Regions from separate parts of the Mus musculus genome. Here region 2 is linked to region 1. Evidence: chromatin contacts called from public HiChIP or PLAC-seq data. All regions are on one chromosome and are shown on one strand. The core of a region is the stretch at or near the end of the contact, and the rest is flanking DNA. Distances in the headings are between cores, read along the strand shown. Region 1 overlaps Nsmce2 (NSE2/MMS21 homolog, SMC5-SMC6 complex SUMO ligase). Region 2 overlaps Nsmce2 (NSE2/MMS21 homolog, SMC5-SMC6 complex SUMO ligase).

Region 1 (7,871 bases), core at 1,213-3,712:
GAACATGACTCTCCAGTGAGGCTGCTTGTGTGACTGTTGCTGTGTCCAGTCCTGTCATCACAGCCGTGCCAGACCCTTTGGCTGTTCTACACACTTGTTCTACATGGTTGCAGTTTCTCTCTCCTCTTGGGTGTGCTGACCAGCTCTTGCCCACTTCGTTGTCTTTATAGTAGAGCACTGCACTAGGAAGGAAGATAAGGAACACTCGTCCTGCGTCTTGGGAATTTTGGCCTTTAGAGCAGGGGTCTCCATGCTTTTTTCATTGTTCACTGCATATTAATTGCATTTTGTTGGTTTGTCTGTATATATGCTGTAAGTAATTTCAGCATTTACATTGGTAATGAAACCTTTTTTCTTTCCTAGATAAAAGTTAATTATAAAAAGTAGTCATATGGTTTTGTGTATATTCTAAGGTGTATGCAACGTACTTTAAATACCTCTGCTGGGAAAGTTAACATTATTTTTCCTGAGTGAAATCTAGAGATGGTCCTAGGAATTCCAGGGATGAGTAGATTTAGTTAAGGAATTGCTCTAGTATCTGTTCCTCCATCTTCCCAATTCATTTGCTACCCAAGCACAAAAGTCCTATGTGTGTTGGGAATCGAAATAGTATATTCTGAAAATAGGGGTTTTTAAAGAACATTTGGTAGATTTTTATTTTTACAAGATGAAAAGTCCTAGAGAAATGTTTTTATAATAATGTGAATGTATTTAATACCAATTGTGTCAGCTTTCTGATTTAATAACCCAGTATCGGAGACAATCAACCTTTGATAAGTTTATTTTAGTTCTTGGTTTCAGAGGCCTCAGTCCATGGTCACTTGACACTTTCTATTGTTGCAGGATTTTCCCTGTCCAATCACATTAGGACAGTGGGGGGCCTGTGATTGGACAGGAAAAGGGAGGCGGAGCTAGGAGTTGGGGAGACAGAGAGGTCGCAGAAGACAGAGGTCGAAGGAGGAGGAGGAGAAGCCAACATGGAGGCAGATAGTCAGGAAGAAGATCCCGATCCCATGTGGTTTTAAACAGCAACTAGTAGCTAAGATTTTCACAAGGTTAGAATAATTGGGGTAAAACTTTTATCATTATCAATTGGCTCTGAAATTATTGTATTGGCATCTTGTAAATTGTGATCTTATTGTTATATAAATCTACTTGGATAATTAAGCTTTAAGAGTGATGTTTCTACTGGATAATTAGGTGTTGAGATGGCTTTTCATAGGGTGTGTGGGGTGTTGCATGGAAGTGTGAGGAACTTGTGGGGGACATCTTAGAGATGGCCCAGTGGGAACCCTGTGGCCCTGTGGGGCGAAGAGTTGACTGCCAAGAGACTGAGCAAGTGAGATCACCTGACATGGGGGTTAGCCCTAGAGAGTTGGTAGCGGCAGGCAGGAGCATAGCCTGGCCTGGCTGAGAATTGGCGTGTTCATTTTATAATATTTCCCTCAACAATCTATTGCTTTGGGCCAAATGGTAACACAGTATACTATGACTGAAACACATAGAAGGAGGCGAATTTACCTTATGGCAGCCAGGGGGCAAAGAGATAGATGGGAATGGGCTCAGATCCCCTTTAAGGGTACTCTCCTAGCCCCCAGATGACAGATTTGGGGCTAGATTTCCTCCACTAGATTCCACATTAGAAACATTAGACCTCACTGCAGCATCACACACTAGGCAAGCTTTTGCATTATTGGCCTGTGAGGGACACTTAGAATTGGAACTGTAGCACTAATGAATGAAGGCTAAGATGGATTGCTGGTGGCTCTCCTGTCTTGCTGCCAGCCTGCTGCCCTGTCTAGTGTAGGGAGTACACTTTTCTTTCTGTTGCAAAAACAATAAGGGCATCAAGATGATAAATTTTATGTTATGTGGAATTTTTTTCTTCTAACATAAAGACAATCAGATCTTACTTACTCATTGCCTGTAACTAATTTATTTTAAAACCTGAGCCACATAACCAGACTGTCACTGTCTGTGATCCTGTGTAAAGATTCCATGTCGTACCTGTCCTTCTAATTTTCTACTGCTTTGCTAAGTCCTTTAGGCACTTTAGTCTGTTACACCGCCACAACCAGAGAATGGAGTTTTGATTTGTAATACAAACCAAGTAAAACCTATGACTAGCAGTCTCTGGAGCTCCTTCAGTGGTACAGACTTGAAGAGGGGCCTTTAATGATGCCCTGCCTGCCATGTTGCTGTCTGGGATCCAGGAAGGCAGGTAGACAGCAGTCTGAATTGCATTTGGTATTTCCTGTGTTCCAATGCCTGGATGTAAATGAGAGATGAGCATTTCAATTTGGATGATCTGGCTGGGTTCCTAAGCCGAATGGCTGCGCATATACCATAAACACCGTGAAGAAGCAACCATGGAAACACTTGTTTTCTTGTTGAGCTAAATTTACTCTGGGTTGAATATTAACACAGCTCCTGGCAGGACTTTAAAAGCAAAAATAGCTTAAGCGTGATTCACTCTGAGTCACTGCTGGTGCTGAGCTGCCTGGTGCTTGACATTGAACAAGTTGGCAGCCTGCATTGCTACATTTTTTCTAGGAACTCTGAACACATTTCATTCTTGTGAATTTGCTTGTGCAATGATATTAAATAGAGTAATATGTTTACTTTGTTTCTAAGTCAAATGAATTTGAGAATGGCGAAACTAAAGTATTTTTCTTGGGCTTTCTGGAAAAGCAAGCTTCTCAGAATTCTGTGGTTTCTTTAACAGTTTATTTTATAGGAGATTAGTAAAATATGGAAATTTTAGATTAGATACTGGGGCTTCTGGAAGTTTTGTTAAAAAGTCTAGTAGTACTATTAAGCAGGATTCATTAATCTTCTGTCCTTACCAGACAAGGTGATTGTGCCATTCACAAAGCTCTTTCCTTTTCTTTCTTACCAGGGGAGGGAGGGAGGGAGGCAGGCGGTACTGCAGCCTGCTGTACACTCAGCTAGGCGGTTAACTTAGGAAATACTTTTCTTATTTGAGATTATATAATGGGAAGTTCATGGGTTTTGAAAGGCAGACCAGACCCACCCAGGGGATCTCTGTTGGCTCTTTAAAGGCCTCCCTCACATGCCTTTCCCTGAGTCAACCCAAGTGGCTGCTAAATCGTGAGTAGCCTGTTGGCTGACTGTGGGAAAACCTAGGACAGAGCAACTCGCCTCATCCATGATCAGCTAGGGCTGAGTCTAGAACGCTATATGAGAATGGTTTTCCCTTGATGTTGCAATTTCTATTTTAACATGTTTTTGTTTAGCTTTTGGAGTTGCCCAACAGTGTAATTTCAATTGAGGTTTAGTTTCAGCTCTTCCAATTTTTTTTTTCTAATTTAAAGACACTATCATTTTGTCTTAGAACTTCAATGACTTATATAAAAAATGGTTTTCCTATGATAGTCTTAAAACCAAAAGGAGCCTAGCCTAATTTTTGATAGTATTTTGAAATTATTTTACCATAAAATTGTACATTAGAAGATGCAACTCTGGTAGAGAATTTCAACATAGTTGCATAAATTGTGTTTCATATTACAACTTGTTCTCTGCTTGACTTCACTGAAATTAATAAAAGAACCCTTTCAGAAGGATCTGGTGAGTTAGCTTTGGTTTTTTTTTTTTTTTTAAAGAACTTACTCATAGTGTATCCTGTGTTGCTAAGTTTTCAAAGTTACCCATTTCAACCACACCCAAACCCTTTCAGAGGCTTGAAATCTCTTTACTCAGATGTCTTCCCAGTAAAGATTGGGGATCTCTGTGAGTTCCAGGAGATGCGTGAGGACTGTGTAAGAGCTAATGCTTGGTGATGGAGCTGCTGCTGAGTCTTGGATACAACACACAGTTCCTTATTCTGCAGTCAGAGATCCCTTACAGCTTTCTGACTCCGGCCTTGTGGCTGCTGGGAATATCCCTGAGGTGTTTTGTCTCAAAAGGATCCATGCCTTGGAGCTAGAGAAGGGAGAATGGGTTTTTACCATAGCATTCTCCTGGCCCACGGTTGTGCATATTCTGCTGATAGCTGTGTTTTGGAGGCAGGTGAATTTTTGGCATGTCCTTAAAGTAAGTACTACAGGGTTTAGGTAAATCAGCCCTTTCAGATTGTAAACTAAAAGGTTATTAGCCTAGCTGAGTCTCAGCATAACCCGATAGTACTCTGTTACTGCAGATCAGACACACCCCTGTCCCTCTGCCCCCAAGTACCCACCGCGTGTGTGTGTGTGTGTGTGTGTGTGTGTGTGTGTGTGTGTGTGTGTGTGTGTGTGTGGTGTAGAAAAGGTCTTAGGTGTAAGAGTTCAGGCAAGATCCCTATAAGAAAGAACTTGTATACTCATTAAATCTGGGTTTTACAGACTGGGTAACTGTTAAATTTATTTGGTCAGTGCAGTTTCATTTTTCTGCTTCTGTTCATTTGTGTAGTAGCCATTTATTGAACCTTACTATGCCAGAAATTAGGATATTTTTTAAAAGTCGGTGCATTAACTTAGAGGCAGTCAAGCAAATTATTAAATTATCTATGTTTTAAAGGGCCGGTGACAACCATGTCATAATTTTGTTCTAGTAACTATTTTCAAATGTTTCTAATTTTCAAAAAAAAATATGCAGGCATATAGTAACTTTTTGGATAGGATTTTAGATTCTACAATGTGGGATGACTAAGTCAATCTAATTGACATGCTTAGCACTTCATCTACTTTCTAATGGTGAAAACATCCAAAATCTACTTATAAACTTGGATTATGCGTCCTTATCCCATTCTGCCATCACTCTTGGACAATGCACACACTTTTGGTAAATTGTAGTCTTGACTACCTTGAAGTCAGCTTTTTTAGATCTTACACAGAAGTGAATCTGCTCTCTTTATCTTTCAGTACTGATTTAAATGTCCTCCAGGCTCATCCATGTTGCTGCAAATGACAGACCTTTCTCTCTCTCTCTCTCTCTCTCTCTCTCTCTCTCTCTCTCTCTCTCTCTCTCTCCCTCTCCCTCCCCCTCCCCCTCCCCCTCCCCCTCCCCCTCTCTCCCCCTCTCCCTCTCCCTCTCCCTCTCCGTGTGTGTGTGTGTGTGTGTGTGTGTGTGTGTGTGTGTGTGTGTGTGACACAGAGAGATAGAGAGAGCGCACATCTATTGGAAGATATGCTGGCTATGCAGATAGTGTTGTATTGGACCTGGGAGAACAGCTGACCTTGATTTTTATACACAGAGGTGAGATTGCTGGATCATATATGGTAGTTCTACCTTTGGGCCTGTTTTATTTTTAGGAAGCTCCATACTAGCTTCTGTAATGACTGTACAAGTTCTCACTCCTATGAACAGTGTGCAAGAGTATCCTTTGCCCCACATGCTCACGAATACTGGCTACTTTTTCCCTTTGATAATGACTCCTTTAAGTGGAGCAAGGTGATATCCTCTTGTGATTTGCATTTGCATTTCTGTCGTGGTATTTTCATATATTTCTTGCTCATTCCTGTATCTTATGAGAAACACTGGTTTGAGTCTTTTGTCTATTTGTTATTGAAGGTAAAAACCTTCATTATAAATGATTCAATTGGTGAAGTGTATTTGCACCATTTTTTTCTATGTGTTACTGGTGTTTGGCCTACATGTGTTTGTGTACTACTGGAGTGTCTGATATACACAAAGTTCAGAGGAGAGCTTCTCCAGAAGAGCTGGAGTCTTTGAAACTGGAGATACAGATGGTTGTGAGCTGCCATGTAGGTTCAAGAAATCAAACGTGGGTCCTCTGGAAGAACAGCTAACGCTCTTTACCATTGAGCCATCTCTGCTGGCCCATGTTTACATAGTTAATGCTAAAATGCTATGACTAGGGACACACAGACGTCACTCCTACCCCAGCCCTTACTGACTACCACCCCAACCCCATTATAAAAAGTAATTATTTTTAATATTGAAATTACTTTAAAAGTACTTTTTAACATATACTATTGTTCAGCTTAATGAGTTTTCTTGTTCTTCTTCCAGGCAAAGGGCATAGCCATTTACCTTTCTTATACCCAGTCCCTTCTACTGTCTAGCCTTCCTCTAGCCCCCTTTTTTCTTAGTTTCCCTTGTAAGTCTCTCTTTTCCTTCTGTAACTCTAGTGATCACTGTACCATCATACAAGATTGAATTCCTGGTTTTCATAAGTGAGTCATAAGGTGGTATTTGTCTTTCTGTGTCCTTGTTTCATTCAGCCTACTAAAGATCTACCCACATTGTGCAAATGACAGGGTTTTATTTGTTTCACAGTTAGGAATTATTCCACTGTTGTTTCCTGGTACTAAGAAGTGAACCCAGGGCTTTACCCATGCATTGTAAGTGTTCTCCACTGAGCTATGCCCTCAGCCTCCCTTTTACAATTTTATTTTATTTTTCATTCTACTAACTTACTTAATTACTTACAGACAGGGTCTCTCTACATGATTCCTGGCTGTCCTGGAATTCACAATGTATGTAGACCAGGCTGGTCTTGAACTCACAGAGTTCTGCCTGCCTCTCCCTCCCTGGTGCTGGGATTAAAGGGAAGTAAAACAGAGTAGCTCCATCCAGAGAGGTAGTGTGGTTCACCTCACAGGCAGCATGTCTTTAGCAGGCTGTATCTGTTGATCCTGTGGTGAGTCTGAGAATTTGATATTCTTACATTTTTTCCTCCAAACCTGAAGTCAGGCTTTATTACACATTGGGCTTTGTCACTTGAAGAGGCTCAGAGGCCAGTTTCAGGAAGCAAATTAGCCAAAAGAAAGGTTTGCTTCCATGAACAGCAATGGTCTTCTGTCCACTGTTTCATTATTTTAAGTTCTCTAAGAACTTCTTTCCGTCCTGAGCCTCTCACCTCCATCCCAGCCACTCTGGTAGTGAGCACCACTGACCAGCTATTGAGAGTCTTCCTTAGCCTGGCTCACTGTCAGCTGTCAGGATTCCCAGAGCTACAGAAGAGGGGAGAAGGGAAGTCAGTGCTGAGAAGAAGGACAAGGCATCCCCTAGGGCAGTCCATCCCCAGCAACATGTTACTGGGTCACCTTTCAGAGTATGTTTGTTTTATTTAGCAAGGGATTCACTTATCATTTCTCAGTTTGATTTCCAAGAAAAATTTTACGTGGTAGCAAGTTAAACTTATTTACTGAGCAAAACTGTCTCCAAAGACATTTTCTTTTCTCTCTCGGGGAGTGTAGTAGAGTTTTTGACAGTTGTAGACAGATCATCATAGTGCTTGGTGTGGTGTAAAATAACACACTTTACCTGAAGGCGTTTCCAGATCATTACTAGGCTTTTTATTTTTCAAGTAATAATTTTCAAAAGATGAGTTTTGATAGACTTTTAATTAACTGTGGTTTTGGTGTTGTCTCTATATAGCATGCCCCAGTGTATTTGGGCTCCATTCAGTTTTTATGTCTACAAATAAATGAATATAATTCAGAATCCAGAATTTTGTCCTGGGTTTTTTTCTTGGCATGTTAAGTTGACCTGCTAGAAACTGAGCTACTGCACTCTGGAGACAGCATGTTCCTGCCCAAAGGCCTCCTGTGAAGAGAGCTCAGACTTTGTGGTCCAGTTGTTCTGTGCATTTACTTTCAAATATACCCAGGCCTGGAGCTTTAAAAGAACTTTTTCAGGAAAGGAAGGTCCTTGGCTGTGGAGAGAGCGTGTAACTAAAGGTGGAGACACAGTGGCAGAGCACAGAAGGCCGGAGTGCCGCAGGTGCTTTCCTGCACTGTGTCCCCCTGCCTCCAGATAGATAGCCCAGGTCAGCTGAGATCTCAGTGTGGGAGCTTGAGAGGCCAGGCTGGGCTTTGAAGACCGCCCTTGCTTCACACTTAGTGCGGTGTCAAGCAAAGACTGTGTTCATCCAGAGGCTGGGAGTACATTTTTAAAATGAAGAA
Region 2 (7,299 bases), core at 3,839-6,338, 120 kb after region 1:
GCAGACAGAGAGAATGATCTGACAGAAGGAGTTGACGAAGATATGATTGTGACCCAGAGCCAAACCAATTTCATCTGCCCCATAACACAGGTATGGCTTCATCTTTCCCCTCAAAGAAAATGGAGTTAGGTTGGTTTCACGGGAGCAGAAGGGTTCCTGTTTGCTTTCTGATGTCCCATGGGAGGGAGGAAGCAAAAGTGATGAGATCAAACTTGGGAGGTTTGTGGCTAGCACTTTCATTTAACCATATACTTTAGGACCTGGGGAAAAGTTAGAGCCCAGAGACCAAGTAAAGTTACAGCCCCTATAGCCCTGAATTTCATGATTGCAAGCTGATACTAGAAGCCATGAAGATGAGAATTTAGCCTCTGGGGGTACTAGGAAGTGGGTGGTCATTATTCCTGAACACCTAATGTCTCCTTAATCATAGCTGGAAATGAAGAAGCCAGTGAAAAATAAAATGTGTGGCCATACATACGAAGAGGAAGCCATTGTTCGCATGATTGAATCCAAGCATAAGAGGAAGAAGAAGGCCTGGTAAGTGGGTGCTGGTGGGGGAGCAGGGCACCCTGGTGGTCCTCAGTACATGCCAGAAAAAGCTGCCCATACTCCCCCTAGTTATGGCTCTGCCCAGACTGTCAACAGGAAACTTGCTATCCGGGAAGGACGGTGTGCAGAAGACACTAAAGGCGCTCCAGCTACACCATCCGCACAGAAGGAAGAGCGGGTGGGACTGGAGTATTGGATTACAGAACTCTAGAGAACTCTAGGTGATGCTTACAAGTTAGCTAGCTGGGTGCTAGCTCAGTTTGTAGAGCGCTTACCTGGTGCACAGGAAGTCTTGCTTTCAGTTCAAACAATCACACAAATCAGGCCTGGACACATGCGCCTGGCACCCGATCAGTGAGGCAGACAGGAGGATGTGAGAGAGGAGGCCGTCCTCAGCCACACTGAGAGTTTGAGGACAGCCTGGTTATATGAGACACTCTCTCTCTCTCTCTCTCTCTTTCTCTCTCTCTCTCTCTCTCTCTCTCTCTCTCTCTCTCTCTCTCTCTCTCTTTCTCTCTCTGTTGCACACTCAACGCACATACACACGCACACACACACACGACACACCAACAAACCAGAGTAGCTGAGGATCAACAAAACTATAATCTGAGATACTCCCCTTTTTCAGTGTCTACTTAACCCAGAGGAAATTTACCTTATTCTTTGCTTTCTGCAATAGTGCTTTGGTTTTAAAATAAACATTCAAGACAAGAATTCATATCCAGTGGTCTTGGTGAGGAAGACTGCATTACCAAAGAAATGCTTTCATTTGATCATGTAAATAACTCCCCGAACAGTTTCAATTAATCCATGGCTAACTCACCAATGAGAATTTTTTTAACTCCGAATCTTCCGTCCCTTCTCTCCCTACCTCCCAACCCCAGGACCATGGCTCTGTGCCTGTGACGAGAGTCCTCAGTGGGCCACACTGAAGCTGACTGGGTTTGGCATCTCCTGAGCTCTTATCGCAGGAATGGAATGGCAGGTGTGACCGTTCTCAGGCTCTGATAGCAGCCCCTGTGATGTGTGCTTTGCTTCTTCTGCATCACCCAGACCGAGAGCTGGAATTCCCCTCCTCTCCCCATGTGGGTGTGGACTGAGAGCTAGCAACTGAGGACTAGAGAGAGATAGCTCCTTGGCCATTCAGTCAAGTAATTTTCAGTATTTACTCTAGAAGACAAATGGGTTTGCAGCCATTAGGCTACAAATATAAAAACCATTAGTTCATTTCTATGTTTTGCATTTCTGCCTTAGAATCCAAATCCTGTATTTCCCTAATGACCTTGACATTTTACCAACAAGCATCGTTTTGTTTCTGGACTTCCAAGCCTTCCTTCTCTACTAATTTTTAACCTGTGTTCCTTCTCTGACAAACCAGAAAGGGTCAACATAATTCCTAAGAGTGCTTGCTAGTTTGCTGTCCTTGGCAGCTCCTCTTTCTGACAGTGTGTGATACTCTCCTGAAGTTGGGGCTGGAAAGGGCAGGGACTAATACAAAGCATGTTTCAGTTTCCTACCAGCAGCCCCGGGTCGGTGCAGGGTGTTCCCACACTTAGATGGCTTTTCTCACGTACAGCTCTGACTTCCTAATGCCCATTGTCCATTTGGAACTACACACAATACTTACAAGCATTTAAGTGGTACTTGACATCTAAGGAAACGTTCTCTTCTCTCCCTGTCATGTTTCCATAACCTGGGGGGCAGATACCTGAAAATGTTCATAGACTAATAATAACCATTAAGTCTGAGAGGAGGAAAGCTTTACAAAGATGACATTGTTACCAGGCCTTAAGAAATAAAGGAACATACCGGGGAATGGTGAAGGGGCTTTAGGAGCCAGGCCTCTTGAAGTTTTCCATTGTAATCTCTTTTTACTAGGTCAAATCCCCCTTTTCTTCTTTCTATGTGTATGTGATGTGTTTGCATGTGTGTATATGTGTGTTCATATGTATGGGTGCACATGTGAAGGTGGTATGGTATGCATACACATTGTGTGTTCATACATGTAGAGACCCAGTGTTGACGTCAGGATCTCCCTTGATTAGAAGTAAGGTCTTGCAAAGCCCAAGCTTGCAGGTACGCAGATATGCTGGTCTTACTAGGCAGAGTGTCCCCCCTCCCCCCAGACATCCTGGCCTCTACCTTCTGAGTCTGGCATTAGAGCTGGGGCGCCGAGGGCTCCAGGAATCTGACTCCAGGCCTCATTTGCAGTAAGATGCTTTATCCACTGTGCCCTCCCCCAGCTCCCTCACCTAAGACATTTTATATACAGCCCCAAGCATATAGCTATATAAAATAGATATATAAATTAAGCATTTACTAATACTAAATTATAAACAAATTTATTCAAAGACAGTTCTTCAATGTTTATATTTTACTATTTATTAAAGATGAAAGCAAATTTACATACTAATGAGTGGATATGCTTAATTTTTTAAAAAAATGTTGCTTGTTATTGTAAATAAGTACACTGTAGCTGACTTTAGACACACCAGAAGACGGCGTTAGATCTCATTACGGGTGGTTGTGAGCCACCACGTGGTTGCTGGGATATGAACTCAAGACCTTTGGCCGAGCGGTCCAAAGGATGCTCTTTGGAAGGCTCTTACCCACTGAGCCATCTCACCAACCTGATATGCTTAATTTTATATAAAGAATTAAATATCAGCTGAATATTTGATACTGCAGATAGATAAAGTACCTTCCGAGTTGATTGAAGCTTTTGATTTTCTAATTGTCAATGCCAAGAACACCATAAATGCATAGTACCAAAAGGGCAGAACGATCTTTACAGCCATGTTAGAAACTGTTGGGAATTTTATCCTAACCCCAAGCTAAAATTCATTTTACAATTTTTTCTTATGAAACCTAAAGTCAGTAACTCACTGACTTTTCTAAAATCAAACATTCTATTATATTACAAGACAAAGATACAATGATTTGCTACAACCTATGGGATGATAGGAGGAAAATACTGTCTTTTCTCCCATCATGTTTCCACGAGAGCAGGAAACACGTGCACAGGCATTTGTAACGCCCAGTTGTCTCAGGTCTGAGTGGAGGCGTTTCCCTGGCACTGTGCGGTGTGACAGCAGTCCCAGGGCAGGCACACACAGTGTGTGTGGAGAGGGAAGGCTGCAGTGAAGTCTGGGGTGCACCGTGGGCGCGTGTGGGCAGTAGAGAGACTTTGCTGCTCTCCAGAGGACCCAAGGTCAGTTCTCAGCACCCATCTTAAATGCCAGTCCTAGGGGATCCAGCACCCTCTTCTGGCTGCCATCCCACCGTGTAGATAACACAACAGGCATAAGTGCAGGCAAGAAAAAACTCAGACAAATAAAAAAAATAACAAAATAGTTTTTAACTGGGTATTTTAGTTAATTTGTTTTTGAGACAGTCTCCCTGTGTGACCCTGGCTATCTAGAACTCACTGTGTAGTCCAGGCTGGCCTTAAATTCACAGAGATTCACCTGCCCCTGCTTGGAGTAAAGGCGTGCCCCTCCACACTCATCAGAAACTGACTCCTAGAGCCTCCCTCCCACTCCTCTATCCCCCACCCCACCCCCATCAGACCAGCTTTCCCGTAGAGGGCAGTAGGTCTGGTGTTGGCTAGTTACTGTTTGTGGCAGGAAAGTAAAATGACACCGTAGATGGTAGAACAGTAAATAGGCAGAGACCCACCACAGAGGCAGTGAATGTCCGTTTCATCACTTTCCTGCTCTGTAAACTGATGGTGATAGTTTTCTCACTGGTACATCTGAAACTTGAATAAGATATGTTCTAAAGGAGCAGGCACACATGCAGTAAGACTCAGTAACCATGAGTCCTGCATCCTTGTCAAGCTTTCGACAGCATCGTCACCAGCATCTACCAGCTCTGCCCATAGGCACAGAAGACCTTGTAGAGAAAGGGGATTAGGAGGAGCCAATCTGGAGCTGAGGAAGTTACTACCGAAGCAGTGCAGGGGGCAGGTGCTAAAGGCTGTGGCAGTGCCAGGGTGGTGCGCCCACAGTGCATTCTGTCACAGAGAGTGAGCAGGCACGTGGAAGTGAGGTGTGTATGCGCCCGACAGAATGTGGTAGCTGATTGAAAATGGGGGAGGAGCTAGAGGGGAATATGACTGCTAATTCTTTTGAGTGTCTAGAAGCAGTTGCTAGCTGCTTGGTCAGGGAGAGGTGGAAGAGAGGAGAGTGGCCAGCAGGGGTTCTGAGAGTCTGAGATCATAGCCATAGAGCCCCTTGAAAACAGCCAAGGTGCAGGCTGTGCCCTTAGAAGGTGACTGAGCCAGCCATGAGAATTGTGTGGCTATGAGGATAGAGCTGGGCAGCTGTCGCTGAGGCACAGTTCTGCAGAGGCCAGCAGGACAGAGCCTTGGCCTGGCATAAGCTCTCTTCACTCACCATAAAGCCTCGGCACCTGACTCAGAGCCCCTTGCTGTCAGCTCCAAGCAGCTTCTTGTTCAGCAGTTACTGCACTCAAGTACAAGACCTGTGGGAAGCAGCCTAAACCACACCCAAGACGAGAGGCGCTGCAGTCACAGAGCCAGTGTCAAACGCAAGGCCAACCTGGAAACCGATTAGAACTCACTCGGTTCTGCTCACAGCTTACTCTGTAGGTTTCTGATTCAGCATGAAGTGGTGTCATTTCCCATGAAGCACTGTTTAAAAAATGTGTGTGACACATCCTGTTAGAGAACGGTGTCTCTCTCCTGTTCCAATTATGTTAGGTTACTGGAGTCCCAGGCACACTGTGTTACTTACTGGGTACCATCTGAACTTCCCAGCATGCTTCAGACCCTGGCGGCCTGTCCACTGGACCCAAGTGGAGTGGGCTTGTGGGGCTTTTCACCCTAGTATACTGTTAGAGTCATTTCCTAAAACCGAGGGAGGTCGTAAGCTATTATCTCTCAAATAAAGCTGCCTGCTCGTTTTCATGTTAATGAACTGTGGCTGACTGTGACCCCCACCAATTGTTTTGGTTTTCTGAATCTTTAGGGAATTCTAAGCTCATCAGATGAAGTGAAGAGAAATGTGTGATGTCAAAGCAGAATCACTTACCAACAAATAACTGAGCCTCTCAGCCGGGTTCTTTATCTCTAAAGTAAAAATGACATCAACTCAAAATTCCAGTGACCCTAGAGCCTACAGGGGATTCCTTCCAGATCTGTACTGTCCCATTTCTTGGCTGTGAAGAAGACCGGGAGATAGCTCAGCTCAGTGAGGGTTCAGCTCATCCCCAGAATTCACATCAAAGTGCCAAGTGTGATAGCTCACTTGTATCCCGGCACTGGGAGAGGGAGGGAGATGAAAGGCAGGCAGGCCCCTGAGGTCAGTGAGGCCAGCCAGACTAGTGGCTGTTTAGCAAGAATTAGGCCAGTGAAAGAGTCTGTCAGAAATAAATAACTAGTACAGTGGACCCTGAGGAGAACGACAGGGATGACCTCTGACTCCCACAGCATATACACATGTGCACAGCTGCACACAGGCGGGCAGAAGCACAGGCCTGACAGGAAGTTTGCTGGTGTACAGTGTGAACTCACAGCTGTGGGGCCCTTATGGCAAACAGTCATCATGTGTACCTCACTGTTTTGTGACACATCACCCTGGACTTGGAGGCGATGGGACACAGTTACTCTCTGAGTGTAACTATGTCAGGAATCTACCCAGCTCTAATGCCAGAGGTATCTGTCTATACAGCTGCTTCCTAGAGCTTATGGGCCAAACCTTGATATTCTTAGGACCCAAATCTGCATCTCTCCATACTCAGCATTGTGTGATCCTGAGCTGAGGCTGAGGCCCCGAATCCCCGATGCCCCTGGGACCCTCTGCACCCTGAGACCTCTCCTTAGCATAGACTCGCAATAAGGAATGCTCTGCCCTGTGGCTGACCCAGGCACAGGACCAGCCTCTCCTTCCAGGTCTGTGAGTCTGAGCCCTTCCTGGGGATGAGTTGATGATGTTGAAGGTGTTGCCACACCTGACTTGCTCACCAGGATGTCCTGGGGATTATGGCCTAACGCTTGGGTAGTGTTGTTTCTCGGAGCAGGAATGCCCTGATTCAAGCCCGTGGCATCATGGCCTTTTCTTACCCTTTTTAGTTTAAAAACTTGTTCGTTTCTGTGGGGTGGGGTGGGGTGGGAAACAAGGCTGTGCCCTGGTTCCTGTCCTGCCTCTCCTCCAGGAAGTCTCTCAAAGGTTCTCGCATGCTCTTCAGTGTTGTTCTCACCATGTCTCTGGTTGAGCCGCCTTGTGTGAGGAGACAGGACTGGTTAACTGTGGTCTAGAACAGCAAGTGCTGCGTGATGAGACCTGGAGCACAATCCTTTGCCCGTGGCATTCAGTGGCCTTGATTTTCACTGTGCCAGGATGCCTGCAGACAGACAAGAACTCCACGTTCATCTGTTTGCAGGAAAAGCCTTGTGCCGTCACCTGGACAGTGTCAGCACTAGGGGAGCCGACTGCTAGGCCTTTGCCGCTCTTTTGGAGATGTCTCACTATATAGCCTAGCCTAGCCTAGAACTTTCTGTGTAGCTCAGTCTTGCCTCAGCCTCGGGTGCTGGGATTGTAGGCATATACACTTGTCTTGGCTCTTCCATTTTCCAGTTTGTATCTTTGTTGTCGGGTCACCTCGCTCCCCTCGGATACTTGATTTATATCCCTGTTCCCAGAGCCTGTCTCTGCATGACACAGACATCACCAGGCTCCATCCCATCCCATCAACATGAGTGTGGGCGCCTCCTCTGCAGCTCAGTGG

The links. HiChIP or PLAC-seq counts read pairs in DNA pulled down with a chosen protein or histone mark.
Region 2: a contact with region 1 is called in a FOXA1 HiChIP or PLAC-seq map of pancreatic cancer cells. The contact joins two enhancer-like sites. A contact is called at or near these places in 11 of 484 Hi-C or Micro-C datasets (the C2C12 cell line, adipose-derived mesenchymal stem cells, bone marrow-derived macrophages and 7 more) and 7 of 115 datasets of contacts at active chromatin or transcription factors (CD8 T cells, cardiomyocytes, embryonic fibroblasts and 4 more).

The regions. Positions count from the first base shown.
Region 1 is chr15:59,478,294-59,486,164 of GRCm38.p6, forward strand. All of the region lies in intron 4 of Nsmce2 (NSE2/MMS21 homolog, SMC5-SMC6 complex SUMO ligase), which reads left to right. Among named protein-coding and RNA genes, the nearest start is that of Nsmce2, 110 kb to the left of the region's middle. Within about 2 kb of position 2,463, at least 228 of the 459 cell types and tissues checked have an H3K27ac peak or open chromatin away from gene starts, as enhancers often do. A contact at or near this core is called in the C2C12 cell line, CD8 T cells, embryonic fibroblasts and 6 more, where this site is marked.
Region 2 is chr15:59,591,708-59,599,006 of GRCm38.p6, forward strand. Nsmce2 (NSE2/MMS21 homolog, SMC5-SMC6 complex SUMO ligase) reads left to right here. Exons shown (of 7, transcript NM_026746.3): 5 at 1-90; 6 at 431-537. Among named protein-coding and RNA genes, the nearest start is that of Gm36677, 23 kb to the right of the region's middle. Within about 2 kb of position 5,089, at least 115 of the 459 cell types and tissues checked have an H3K27ac peak or open chromatin away from gene starts, as enhancers often do. A contact at or near this core is called in the C2C12 cell line, CD8 T cells, embryonic fibroblasts and 6 more, where this site is marked.